Regions from separate parts of the Sus scrofa genome. Here region 2 is linked to region 1. A link is a contact called in public HiChIP or PLAC-seq data. All regions are on one chromosome and are shown on one strand. Each heading gives the region's core, a stretch centred on a gene start, on an enhancer-like site or on the middle of the called end of the contact. The rest is flanking DNA. Distances are from core to core; before and after follow the strand shown. Region 1 overlaps ACSL4 (acyl-CoA synthetase long-chain family member 4). Region 2 overlaps LOC110257796 (a long non-coding RNA gene).

Evidence for each region. HiChIP or PLAC-seq counts read pairs in DNA pulled down with a chosen protein or histone mark.
Region 2: an H3K27ac HiChIP or PLAC-seq map of alveolar macrophages shows a contact between it and region 1. The contact joins two enhancer-like sites. A contact is called at or near these places in 2 of 5 promoter capture datasets (fetal liver and liver), 20 of 47 Hi-C or Micro-C datasets (adipocytes, adipose tissue, alveolar macrophages and 12 more) and 2 of 2 datasets of contacts at active chromatin or transcription factors (alveolar macrophages and skeletal muscle).

Annotation. Positions count from the first base shown.
Region 1 is chrX:89,823,274-89,830,839 of Sscrofa11.1, reverse strand. The region is part of intron 1 of ACSL4 (acyl-CoA synthetase long-chain family member 4); the gene reads left to right. Among named protein-coding and RNA genes, the nearest start is that of ACSL4, 11 kb to the left of the region's middle. Within about 2 kb of position 2,984, at least 4 of the 83 cell types and tissues checked have an H3K27ac peak or open chromatin away from gene starts, as enhancers often do. A contact at or near this core is called in alveolar macrophages, where this site is marked.
Region 2 is chrX:89,960,081-89,966,880 of Sscrofa11.1, reverse strand. All of the region lies in intron 2 of LOC110257796 (a long non-coding RNA gene), which reads left to right. Among named protein-coding and RNA genes, the nearest start is that of ACSL4, 130 kb to the right of the region's middle. Within about 2 kb of position 1,605, at least 8 of the 83 cell types and tissues checked have an H3K27ac peak or open chromatin away from gene starts, as enhancers often do. A contact at or near this core is called in alveolar macrophages, where this site is marked.

The sequences.
Region 1 (7,566 bases), core at 1,735-4,234:
TATAAAGAGCTCCTACGGATCAACAAGAAAAAGGAACCCATTAGAAAAAGTGGCAGAGGGTTTTGAATTGGCCTTTCTCAGACAAAGAAATTAAAATTACGATTAAAAAAGAAAAGATGCTCAAACTCACTCTGCTAATTAGGGAAATGAAAACCATTTTTCACCAAATACATTGGCAAAAACTTTAGTATCCACTTTTAGAAAGCAATGGGCACTGTCATACACTGTTAATGAGAGTGTGCATTGTGTAGCTTTTTGATAAAGAACATCAAAATCCTCTCATTTTAAAATGTACATGTATTTTGGGCCAGCCGTTCTGCAGAGCACTGTTCTGGGGAAATAGCTGCCCATTTGTATAAAGATAGGTACAAGATTTCACTGCAGTGAAACTGGTCATACCAGTGAGAACTTGGCAGCAACCTGAATGTCCAGCAGAAGGGGAATGATTTAAATAATAACATGTTTTATGGAATAACATGGGGTTATTAAAGGAAAGAAACCCCTCAGACCTATATAAACTGCCATAGGAGTTTCAAAGTAGGTTGTTACAAGGGGGACGCACAGGGGAGGAAGTTATAGAACAGTCCATAAACCATAATTCCGCTTACCCGGAAAAAACCCCCAAACCTTACCATGTGTGTGGATAACACAAGAAGGTGTGATTAACATACACCATGAATACTTCTCTCTAGGTGTTAGAGGAAGGCAGTATAGCGTTACTTTTACTTTTTACCCCATACAATTTCACGATGCATGTTAACTTATGATGACTATTTTATTTATTGTTTTCAGGTTTTTATTTTATTAATAAACTCTATTATACCTTTATTTTCTCTTCTGTACAAACTTTTAAAAGGCATCCTAATGGTGTTAATAGACTATTTTTTAGAGGCGTGCTCCTTTTTATTTATTTTTTTAAATGATTTTTACTTTTTCCATTATAGCTGGTTTACAGTGTTCTGTCACTTTTCTACTGTACAGCAAAGTGACCCAGTTATACATATATATACATTCTTTTTCTCACATTATCCTCCATCACGCTCCATCACAAGTGACTAGATATAATTCCCAGTGCTAGCCAGCAGGATCTCATTGTTTATCCACTCCAAAGGCAATAGTTTGCATCTATTAACCCCAGACTCCCAGTCCATCCCACTTCCTCCCCCTCGCCCTTTGATTACTGTTTTAATAGTAATTATACAGATTCCTCATGGGCAGCATTTACACACTGGAGGATACTTGCAGTGTAATTCCTTCATTGTGCCTTATAGAGTGACACTGTGCTAGAAATGGAGCGAGTGAGTGCCTGCTTAGTGAGTACTCAGGTAGTTTTCAAAACAATTTTCCTCCCTTTGTTAAAGTACTGTTTATATTTTCTAAATTTTCTGCACTGAAAATATTAAGTGTGAAGAAGAATAAAAAAAACATAATCTCATACCCAGAGAGATCTGTTGTCAACTTTGGGGTACATATGCACCCTTATGTTTGTGTACACACATGCATGGATGCTCACATGCACACGTGTGCACACACACGCACATGTGCAAACATACATGTGCAAATACATGTATCTCTTTTATACAAGAACGGGTTCTTGCTGTACATACCGATTTGTAACTTGCTTCTTTTAATTTGACTCTCTATTGTGAGCATCTTCCATGATCAGTAACTCTGAATAAGTGAAAAAGACACCTTAGTGGGAAAAAGAACAACACTGTGTCATGTAGATGCAGTGTTCTAGTTAAAGTAACTGATTTCCAGAACAAACTATAATCTTAAAATTATGGTCACCAAAAGTAAATAACCAAGGAATTTGAAAATGCTCAGGGTTAAACCAGTTCAGTTCTGTTTTGAATTTAACTATTATAATGATGTAAATGCAAGATATTAAAATGTTATCAGCATGGCTGTGGCTGTGGCGTAAGCCGGCAGCTACAGCTCCGATTCGACCCCTAGCCTGGGAACCTCCATAGGCGGTGGGTGTGGCCCTGAAAAGACTGAAATAAAATAAAATAAAAGTTTTTTAGGAATATTTTGGGTGGAGTTTGGTTTTAATGACAGTTTGAAAACTGAGCTTGGACAGTTATCTTGGTTCAAAGAAAAACCAACTGCTGTGACTAATTTTCAATAAAAGTGTGGGTGTAGTTGTGTTCTTTCATAACTTATAAAAGTAAAGAAAATCTGGCTCTCTGTAGCAACATGAAACTTGGTCAGTGGTATCTCAGTCCAGAGTGTGTCAAATGGAACATTAGGAGAAACGTGTTGCAGGACCCGGTTTGATTTGGGCAAGTATGTATGTATTCTGCTCGCACGTCCTCTAGAAGCGTTCATTTAGCACATCCACTGAAGGCTTATTATAATCATTTCTCGGTTTATGCTGTGGCACTTAGAGGTGAAAATACCTTACTTTACCATGAACTCCACAGAGTATTTCACAAAAGAAGAGTTGGCCTCGTAGCCAATGGTGTTAATGTGAGAGCCCAGCGTAGCTGCTCAGATTTTTGTCGTGGCCATTGGAACAGTGTCCCTGTTCTCCAAGGCCATGCATCCTGTGCATTTTGGCCTTTTTAGATTCGATTTTGCAGCCAGAGGATTTTTTTTTTCCTTTCATAAGTGCTGTGAAGCTAGCAGATTGTATGAGGGAGTCAGAAGAGAGGTTTGCCATTTCTCCCTTGATTCATGGCAGGGGCATGTGACATTAGACTATGACAGAGGTGTTGAAAACATTCCTGGTAGAGTCTAGTGATTGTTAGGAAGTTAAGGCATGGCGAAATACCTGTTTTCTCTTAGGTATTCTGTTTATTACCTTGAATGTATACCTAAAGCATTTTAATACTATAAACGAGTAATTACAGGATATTGAAGGACCACTCCCCTGGGGGTACCCAAGTAATGAGTCATCACAGAAAGCCTGGAGAAGTGGGCAGAGCTGCTCTCCCTGAGATGGCGGTCATTCATTTTTCTCAGAATATGTTAGTCATTTCTGCTTTTCAAATGAACTGAAAGCTGAAAACTTCCCGCAGACAGGAAACAGGAACTTGGTTGAATGAGCTTAAAGTTCAGTTATGGCTTTGGAAATAGAAGAGAAGACAGAGCTAGCACTGGTATCTCATGGGGCCAAATCCAAGGAAAAGATGCTGTGTTCCACATGACTACCAAAGATGCTAAGTTGAGAAGAAGCTGAAAAAAAGGGCACTGAGAACTCTACTCAGCATTCTGTGTTAGTCTACATGGCAAGAGAATCTGAACAAGAATGGATGTGTATATATATATATAACGGAAACACTTTGCTGTACACCTGAAACGAATACAACGTTATAAGTCAACTATACTTCGGTCAACTGTAAAGCTGTATTTTTAAAAAGTAGTTAAGAAGTCATAACTTGACTGAGGGGTGGAACCAGGGAGAAGTAGCTATAAACAACTGTCGAATGAATATGTTTCAGACAAACAGAGCAGCAGATGAGAAAAGCAGGCCAGGGATGGTGGTATTCTTGTACTTGGAAAAAACAGAAACCTTCAGGATTTGGTCAATTGCAAATAAGCCTTTGGTAAAATATTTGGGATTCCCTCTGCCCAGGCATTTCCTTGCAGGAGTAGGTTAGAATTTCTGTGAAGCAAGTGGTTTCCATACCCTGGAAACTAGAAAAGGCAGGGGGCAGGCTCACTGTTTGGTGAATTATAGCAACCTGCAGTTGGGAAGCTTTATCGTGTTTATTTCTCCACATAGAAAGAAATGTCAGCATTAGCATATTTCCTTAAATATAGTTACATGTTACACATTTCTAAACAAAATGACTGCACTTGTAAGGATGTTATACAACTCAAATTTTCCACCAGAAATTTTTGGATTCGTCTGCTTAGGGTTTTTTTCTGTCAAGTATAAAGGCCAGGGTTTTTATGAGGAAGCAGGTTTTTAATTTACGCCCATATTTACATTAATTTTAATATTCCCTTGATCACCAAGAGATGGTTGAGTATTAAAATGTTGGTAGGGGAATAGCTTTCTTTAGGAAGTATCCCCCAAAGAAATTTACTTCTTTACGAGTAATTTGTAAAAGACAACTGCAAAATGGAAACCTCGCTGGTGAATCTCTCGCCTTTTTTAAAGTATAGTTGATTCACAGCGTTGTGTTGATTTCTGCTGCACAGCAGAGTGACTCAGTTTTATATATATATACACACACATATATATACATATGTACATATATATAAACATTCTTTTTAAAAAAATATTCTTTTCCATTATGATTTAGCATAGGCAGTTGAATATAGTTCCCTGTGCTATCCAGTAGAACTTTGCTGTTTCTCACCTCCTTTTTTATGCCTGTTTTCCAAATGGAGTCCCCTAACCTCACTTATACAGCCTTTCTTCTGGGACAGAGTGGGTAGAACTGAATGAGGGATGATTCTTGACCTCAGATGTACAAAGTATTCAGTGGGGTTAAAAAGACACCTGCCCCAGCCATGCTGGCCGAATTGAATCCTAGCTCAGTAGGGTCACTCTACCAAAGTGGTGCCTCTGGCTCTTGGGAGAAGAATATTTCAGAGCTTAGATATAGCTTGCCAACCCCTGTCTTATCTCGGTGGTACCCCGCGTTTGAGCCATCTTTCTTGGGTTACATGAAATGTTTGCATGGCGTAATTGGCCTATGATGGCAATGATAGACGTGGTGCAATGGGAGAGTTCTTCCTAACTCAACTTTCAGACAACTGATCTTTTTCTCAAAAAGTCCCTAAGCCTAGAGATTGTAGTTTTTTTTTTTTAACCTCTTAGGGGGTAAACTGCTTGCTTACAATCTTGTTTCTAGTTGTCTGCAACTGAGGAGGACTCTTGACTACCTTCCTTCCTGCCTTTGATCAAAGGGTCATGTTGCTTAGGGCGCTGGCCACAGGAAAGAAGTGTTGGATGCTACACCAGGGCATGACCAAAGGAGTAGGAGGTGGCCATGAACATGTGGTCTGTAGCCAGAATGTACTTTGAGTTTTGAAAACTAGGACTCTCAACTCTAGTTTGTACTTTGGAGACATAGTTTAAAAACAAGTTGTAGCCTATCGAATCCCTAAGCTAAGAGTATATTGAGAGGCCCTGTGGTTGTTTAATTTGACGATGTCACAGTATGCAGTGGAAATCTGCTAAATCGAGTCAAAACTCTATTCATCTTTTTCAAAGACGGGATTGTTATAAAACACATATATGTTACTTTAATGACGTTGATGAGATGCAAGCAACTCATTCTGAAACAGTTAATCTTGTTTAAGATTTCTAGAATTACTTTTCAACCTAGAGTTAATTTCTTTAATTTTGCATCGTCCTTAGCTAATGTGACACTAAGGCCATTTTATTTGTCTGGTTTCTTACAGATGTCATAACATTTTGGCATGAGATCATGAGAAAATGTTTCTTCTGCTTTGAGAGGAGTGATTAGGGAATTTGTTTAGGAAGGAAAATCAGTTCTTAGATTTGTTGCTTCTGCTGCTGACCTCTATCTCCTCTGTGAAAGGAAATCAATGATGTTTCAAAGTCACACAGATACATATTCGAATTGCATAAAATTGTTCTGTGGAATGAGCTAAACCTTTAGAATGTGTGTTGAGTTTGGTACTTGGCCAGGTCTGGGGCCATGTCCTGCTATTGCCAGAGCCCTCCTTTAAAAAATTTTTTTTTCTTGCTTTTACTGCCCCATTGTTGATGAAAGATTAGGATGTTGCCTGGGCTTGGTACCAGGTGCTGAACCTCCATGTCTTTCTCTTCTGCTTTCAGACATAGCAGCCCTGGAAACCATAAGATGGAGGTGCCGGGAGCAGTTAGAGCATACTTTTTCTTATTCTTTAAAAATATGGCCTGTGGCTGTCACACAGCCATCAGACCTCAAGATGCATGGTCAACAGAGAACGTTTGTTTTCAAAACCCCTTCTGTGACCTTAGTTTTGCTTTCAAAGAAGAGTAAGCAACAGATTGTACATAGGAAAGCAGGCTACGTTCTTATCATGTGCAGATGCTTCAAGGAGGATGGAATTATAACCTAATTGAAAGATGATATATTTTCACTTAAATATTCACAGAAATAACTGAAAAGGGATGTTTTTTGCTTTTTAGGGCTGCTCCCGCGGCACATGGAGGTTCCCAGGCTAGGGGTCTCATCGGAGCTACAGCTGCCAGTCTACACCACAGCCGAGCTGCGTCTGCAAACTACACCAGAGCTCATGGGAACGCCAGATCCTTAACCCACTGAGCGAGGCCAGGGATTGAACAGGCAACCTCATAGTTACTAGTTGGATTTGTTTCCACTGTGCCACAACAGGAACTCCACAAAGGGATGTCTGAAAGGCAGATAACATTGAAGATGCAGCAGAAGTTCAGTGCTTTAGGGATTCATGGGTAATATCTGCTAGTAGGAAATATCAACACTGTTGAAACTGTAGCAAGCTTCTTGGCTGACCTCTGTGTGGGGATACATAATTCCCCTTCCTTAAACAGTGTTTCATTGAGATGAGAAAAAGACTCCTGCTCTGCTTGGGAGTTTTTAGTACACTGGTGCTTCTCTTTAAATCTGTTTTTGAAATTCTTGTTTTGGATCTCATCTTATGCAAAAGTGCCTTTTATTGACACATCTTCAATATTCAAGCAATGAAACTGTAAGTTTACCTCTGTTGAGTGTGTTCCAATAATGGAAGTAACCTATTCCAAGTTTCACACTTGCCAGAGTAGTTCTGTAACCAGAAGGTTATAACCTGTTTGCAATAGCTGGATAGTAGTCTGAAGATGAAAATGATCGAGGCCTTTTAGTTTTTGGTTGGTGTTTTTTATCACTGCATTTTTCCTTTCCATTATTCCTTTTCAGAACTTCACGTTCATCCTTTGGCTTTGTATAGCTTTCCTTGTCCCAATTTCTTCTTCTTCTTCTTTTTTTTTTTTTTTTTTTTTGCTTTTTAGGGCCCCATCTGTGGAATGTGGAGGTTCCCAGGCTAGGGATCCAATTGGAGCTACAGCTGCCGGCCTACGCCACAGCCACAGCAACATCAGATCTGAGCCACATCTGTGACCTACACCACAGCTCACAGGCAACATCGGATCCTTAACCCACTGAGCGAGGCCAGGCGTCAAACCCACAACCTCATGGTTACTAGTTGGATTTGTTTCCATTGCTCCACAACAGGAACTCCTCCTTGTCCCAATATTTCAAAGAAGTTTTTTTTTTTTTTTTTTTTTTAAAGAAAGAATCCATTTTGGGCAAGCCAGCTGGTACCTAAGGAGTCACAGGTATAACTGGATAATCCCAGAGGGTAGCTTTTATTGTTAGCTTTTTAAAAAGTATATAAGGGAGTTCCCGTCGTGGCGCAGTGGTTAACGAATCCGATTAGGAACCATGAGGTTGCGAGTTCGATCCCTGGCCTTGCTCAGTGGGTTAAGGATCCGGCATTGCCGTGAGCTGTGGTGTAGGTTGCAGATGCGGCTCGGATCGTGCATTGCTGCGATTGTGGTGTAGGCCGGCAGCTACAGCTCTGATTCGACCCCTAGCCTGGGAACCTCCATATGCTGCGAGAGCAGCCCAAGAAATGGCG
Region 2 (6,800 bases), core at 356-2,855, 140 kb before region 1:
TTGTGATGAGAATTTCAACATGTAGTTTCTTAGCAGCTTTCAAATATAAAACAAATACATTTGTTGTTCAATCTCTGGTGGATTGTTTCTAGGAACCCCCTTAGATACCAACATCCATGGATGCTCAAGTCCATACAGCGGGCCCTCCACAGCCACAGGTTCCACATCCACAGAAAGAGAGGGCCAACTGTATTGTTTTATTTTTTTCATTTTTTATTTTTTGTCTTGTGTCTTTTTTAGGGCTGCATGTGGAGGGTCCCAGGCTAGGGGTCTAATCAGAGCTGCAGCTGCTGGCCTACACCACAATCACAGCAATGCAGGATCTAAGCCATGTCTGCAACCTACACCACAGCTCATGGCAATGCCAGATCCTCAACCCACTGAGCGAGGCCAGGGATTGAACCCGCGACCTCATGATTCCTAGTTGGACTCGTTTCTGCTGTGCCACAACGGGAACTCCCAACTGTATTGTAAATTATGGTCATTATGCGGTACATTACATCTCCAGAACTTAGTTTACTTATAACTGGAAATTTTCTACGTTTTAGAAAAATACTGCCATATTTTTGAGTGAAATGACATAATGTCTGAGATTTACTTTAAAATACTTTCTCCTTCCAATTTTTTTTTGTCTTAAATTTAGAGAGAGTGGGAGTTCCCATTGTGGTGCAGCAGAAACATATCCGACTAGGAACCATGAGGTTGTGAGTTTGATCCCTGGCCTTGATCAGTGGGTAAGGATCCCGAGTTGCCGTGAGCTGTGGTGTAGGTCGCAAACGTGGCTCGGATCCTGTGTTGCCGTGGCTCTGGCGTAGGCCGGCAGCTGTAGCTCCAATTAGATCCCTACCCTGGGAACCTCCATATACCATGGGTGCAGCCCTAAAAAGCAAAAAAAAAAAAAAAAAAAAAAAAAAATTTAGAGAGAGCGTTGGCTAGATGAAACAAGAATGACAAAATGTTAATGACTGGTAAAAATGGGTGATGAGTACAGAGGAGTTCATAATACTAGTTTCTTTTCTTGTATATTCAAAAGTTTCTTTGTTTTTGGCCACATCCGTGGCATACGGAAATTCCTGGGCCAGAGATTGAATCTGAGCCACAGCTGTGACCTACAGACAGCTATGGAGACGCTGCCTCTTTAACCCACTGTGCTGGGCCGGGGATCAAACCTGCACTGCTGCAGAGACAACACCAGGTCCTTAACCCGCTGGGCCACAGCAGGAACTCCCTATTTGAAATGTTCAATAATCAAATGTTAAATGAGAAAGAACTTTGTTTCAAAGGAAGAGGAGGAAGAACATAGAAAATGCATGAGGGATAAAATGAGTTAACGTAGGAGTTGTATGTTTTCTACCTACATTCAGGCATCGAATTAGCCTCATGACCAATACTATATGAAGAAAAGTATTAGGTGAGTAAGATGTGGGTTTTGCATGATATTTTATTTGGACACCACGAGTTATCAGCACTGACACTTTTTACATGTCATCAGGCACAACTTCCTTTTACCAGACAACAGCGAGCACTCTTTTATATCCTGCCCAGGCCAGCATCTGGAAACAGCTGTTTTCCACTTATTGAATGACAGCATCCATTCTGGCAGTGTGAGCCACTGGAATGAAGAATGCTAAACCTCAACGTTTGTTAAATGTCACCACAGGGACCAAACAGTGCGGTCATTACTGACTCAGGCATAGAACTTGAGCAACGAAAGGACCAAATCTGTCCAGGAGGTTATTGATTACAAGGCAAACTCCTGACTCACTCTCCCACTCAGGTTTATTCAAAATGTTGCAAGTTTGGAAGATCCACCCCAGCAATGTGAACTAGGATTTGCGGTGGGCAAAGCTTACGTCTTTTCAAGGGCACCTTTGGGACTTGCCTTTGGGTGGGCGTGCTGGTATCTTGGTTCTGCGCTCACTCTGGCTAAAGGTTTCTTTTACCACCTGCTGCCTCCAGGCCAGGCTTGCTTGAGACAGGGCCTTGCCAAAGTCAGGCGAGGGGTGGTGGAGAGGAGGATGCAGGTGAAACTGGGTCAGCATGTTGACTCAGTCACATGGGTTTTTTTTTTTTATCTCATCATCATGTCCTGTAGCTATTGTAGTAGACCTCTTAGAGTTTGGTATTTATAAGGGGGCAGGACCCTTTAGCTTAGGGATCCTGGTCCACTGTAAGCCCCAAGCTTTCCCAGGCCTGATTTCTTCCAGACTTCCCTCTATCTTAGCACAATAGAAGAAAGATATTTCTCTTATAAGTGAGAGAGAATGAGGGGAAAAGAATAATCACTAACATGTATCTGGCACTAACTCTGCCAAGAATTACTCAGGTAATCCTTACAGCCATCGTATGAAGTAGGAATGATTATTGCACCCATTCTACAGATGAGCAAATGGAGGCTTGGAGAGGATAAGTGACAATGGTATGGCTGACGTTACATTGGGCTCTAAGCTGTAGAGCCAGGATGTGAATCAAGTCTAGTTCATGCTCGAGCCTATGCTTTAAACCACCTCAGTGTATACTACCCTCTGGAAGAGTCACCCACCAACTGCCATTTATTGAACTACATGGCAATTGTTCCTGGTGAAGAAGTTTCACCATTTGAATGTCCAGACCATGGCTGCTTTTGCTTTTGCTTTTTTTAAATTGAAGGATAGCTGGTTTACAGTGTTGTGGTTGTTTTAGATGTATTGCAAAGTGATTCAGTTATGCACACACACACACATACACACACCCATTTCGGATTCTTTTTTTTCTCAGTTTCTTTTCCTATATTATAGGTGATTACAAGACATTGAGTACAGGTCCCTGTGCTATACAGGAAGTCCTCGTTGTTTACCTATTTTACATATATAATCGTGTGTATCTGTTAATACCAAGCTCCTGATTTATTCCTCTTCCTCCTTTCCCCTTTGGTAACCGCACGTTTGTTTTTATGTATATGAGTCTGTTTCTGTTTCGTAAATGTTTTTGTGTGTTGCCACCACCTGCAACCCAGTTCCTTGTGCAATACATGTGTTATTAGTTCATTAGAAGGAGTAAGAAGAAGAGATTTTCCTCTAAGTCACAGTTGGGTAACTCTTCTTTAGAGCGGCTGAGCATTTCTGGGGTTTAGGAGCAGTGTAGAGGCCGAAGATGCACTTTACTCTGTGGGATCTCACATCAGGAGTCAGTGAGTTAGAAGCGACTCCTTATTTGGGGAAAATGTTTATAAACCAGAAAGAGCAATGGGAGTGAAAGCTGAAACAGACCTAGAGATGGAATGCTTCTCTGAAAGACTCGCTATTTGCATGGGAGGCGGGTTTTGGAAGGGAATGTTGTCTCCAGGGCTCTGGGAGACAGAATCACTGTAGGGGAGCCCATGGTAGCCCAGGGGAAGGCAAGCAAAAGAAAGGAGCAGAGTTCGGTGAAACTCATGATAAAAGTCTTCCTGGAAGAGGCAACTGAAGGTGGAAATGGAAAGAAACAATATATAAAAATAAAAGAAAGGGGTGTTCCCCTTGTGGCACAGTGGAAACGAATCTGACTAGTAACCATGAGGATGAAGGTTCAATCCCTGGCCTCTCTCAATGGGTGAAGGATCTGGTGTTGCTGTGAGCTGTGGTGTAGGTCACAGACACGGCTTGGATCCAGCGTTGCTGTGGCTGTGGTGTAGGCAGACAGCTGTAGCTCTGATTCGACCCCTAGCCTGGGAACTTCCATATGCCAAGGATGCGGCTCCCCCCCACCAAAAAAAATGAAAGAAAGAAGTGGGAAATAAAGTCAAGGAGAATGGAGTTCCCGCTCTGTTGCAGCAGGTTAAGTGTCTGGCATTGTCACTACGGTGGCTTGGTTGCTACTGTGTTGCAGTTTCCATCCCTGGCCCTGGGAACTTCCACATGCTATAGGCATGGCCAAAAAATAAAACACAAGAGGAATGGCCCATGCAAAGCCTTAGAGCTATGTGTTTGAAATTAGTTTGGCACATTCGACTATATTGTAGAATAAGAAGAGATTAAACTGCAATCACTTATCGAGCACCTACTGTATATCAGGCATCGTGCTAGGTATTGAGAATGCAAAGGAGGACCCAGTAGGGTCCCCAGTAGCCTCTGGGGACCTCTCCATCCAGCAGGAGGGCGGGGGCGCACACAAATCCTCATGGTCCAAGGATGCTGCAGTCGAGGACCATAGCGGCGTCATGGCGGCGCTGATGGTAAAATGACCTGGTATCGAGAAGCTGGGCAGGCTTCTCGGATGAAGCCCTTTGAGCTGGACCCTGGAGGGTGGAGGAGGCTTTTGCTGGGAGGAGCAGCAAGGGAGGGAAGGAGAAGCACTTGCATGAAAGCGCCTGGTCTGGAAGGTGGGACCATGGCTGGTGGGGTGCAAGGGTGGTAGCAGCAGAGGGGGCAGAAAAGGGGGTGGGGAGCAGCTTAGTCAAGGCTTTGGTGGCCAGCCTGAGAGTTTTGCCCTCCGTCCTGTGAGCCGTAAATCTATAGCAACAAGTTAGCCACGAGAGTTTCAGTTGCCCTCTGAATGCCGGTCTATCTAAGGGGGTAGGAAATGTTTCTTACACCCACTCAAAGGTGCTGCTTTAACTGAGATTTGCCGTAGTCACCATCACCTGAGTTGGGGACCTAGAAACTAGTAACATACCTACACACACACACACACACACACACACACACACATTCTTGGTCACTTCGGTGTCTACTGTATTTGGTCTCAAACATGTCCTGGGCTGGAAACTAACACTGGGACTGGGTTTCTTAGGGTTTAGCACAGGATCTAGTCACCTCGAGGCCTCTTCCCCACCATCTCCTTTTTTCCTTTTAGGAGCAGTACACCTACTTGGGGTCCGCTCCCTAGGTACAATCTGAAGGCAACCCAGAAGTTCTGGAAATCCTGCCGCTGGAAACCATAGCTGCTCATCCCCCAACACCGCAGATATCCGCTAGCTTCCCACTGCCCATCCTTCCTACGCTGGTCCCTCAGAAGGGCTGTCCCAGAACAAACCGAGACTCATACTTAGCCCTGACAGCAACGTGGAGGCCATGGCTGGCTATGGCCAGCCGCTTTCAGCATGAATGACGGGGCCTCAAGAGAGAGGAATATCAGGGAACCGAAGGTTAGCTCCCAGGCCCCAAAGCGCCAAAAGAATTCTCTGCTGCTGAAGATAACCATCCGAAAGTGAGCTGTACCCTCTCTGAGGTCCCCCAAAGCTGGCAAAGAGCCCCTAGGAAACTCCAATTTAGTTTTAGCCCTCTGATGCTTGACCCTGGCTTACAACCCTTGACCTAATCTGGTTTTCAGAATGCCCTTTCCAGAATGGCCTTAGTCTCCCAATGATTTCTTGGTTCAGTCCCAGAGGTCCCAAAACCAATTACTAAGAACTTGGTCAGGGGGGTAGGACAGACCCCAGTTACCTCCAAGTCTCAAGAACCCCTTCCCTTGCATGGACTTTTTATTTTTGTTGTTGCTTTTTAGGGCCACACCCAGGGCATATGGAAGTTCCCAGGCTAGGGATCGAATCAGAGCTATAATTACCAACCTAGGCCACAGCCACAGCAAGCCCAGATCCGAGACGTGGCTGTGACCTACACCCCAGCTCATGGCAACACTGGATCCTTAACCCACGGAGCAAGGCCAAGGATCGAACCCACATCCTCATGGATACTAGTTGGGTTCGTAACCTGCTGAGCCACAATGGGAACTCTGCATTGGCTCTTATATGCAGTCAGCCAGTCCCCTAGATCCATGGGACTAATTCAGCTTTTGCTTCTGAATCTACAGAGAGGGTGGTTATGGGTAGGTGCAGCCTCGGCTAATGCCCAGGTCAGAGCAAATCTGACCCGTTGCATCCCATAAGTCAGAGGGGCTTCTTCTCCCATCCCTGTTAAAGCCAGTCTCTGTACCTGCTTGTTTCCAGAGCCCAGGAAGTGAGCTGCTGTGGACATTCTTGCTCCCCAAGCATGAGTGTTCTCAGAACTCCTGAAACATTCTCCTACAGGCTCTCAGATCTCCTGGTTCCCAGAAGCAGTTTTCCAAGGAGCCCTTGAGGGCTGGCTAGCAGGGCAGGGGCCTTGCAGCCAGGACACCCAGCACTCGTTTTGTGGCCCTGACCAACAGAAAAGGTGCCATGGTCATGGCCAGAGATGGGAGAGGATTCCCCATGCCCAGTGGAGTTATTCCTTCCCTGCCCAGGAGAAAGGCACCAGCAACCATTCTTACCCTGAGAAGGGATGTGCTACCTGCCCACAGACTGATGCTGTAGAGCAAATGTCTTCTCGCCCACCCTGCTTTGTGTGCCCCCTGGGCGATGGGGGGCCCTGGCCACTAGGGTGCTGTCAGAGCTAATTATGAGTCTCAGCGTGTTCCAAGAACAAATAGTTAACCAAGGTGGAGAACCCAAGACTATTCATTCTTGGCTATCTCACAGCCAGATGCTGCTACACTTGAATGGCCCGAGGTCTCAAGAATGTCATTATTCCAGGGAGCAGGTCCAGCGATGGGGGCCTTTGGGACTCCAGGGAGAGTTGAGAGGCTACTCTGGGGCCTTGCATCCTGTCCCCATAATCAGCCCAAGAGGCAGGATTTAGGAGACTGAGCCATTCCTATCTAACGGGCCTACAGGAGGGCTGAGATCCAGCTGAGGGCAGCTACCCTACTGTGGGGAACCTGGAAGCTAGAATATATAAAACGCTCCCCCAGTTGTAGCTGGTGGTAGCCTCAGTGGTGAAGGCCTTTGCCAAAGGGGACAAGTGGTACCATCTTGTCTATACAAATAATCTAGTGCTTATGGTCTCAGTCTGTGGAGTCAGACA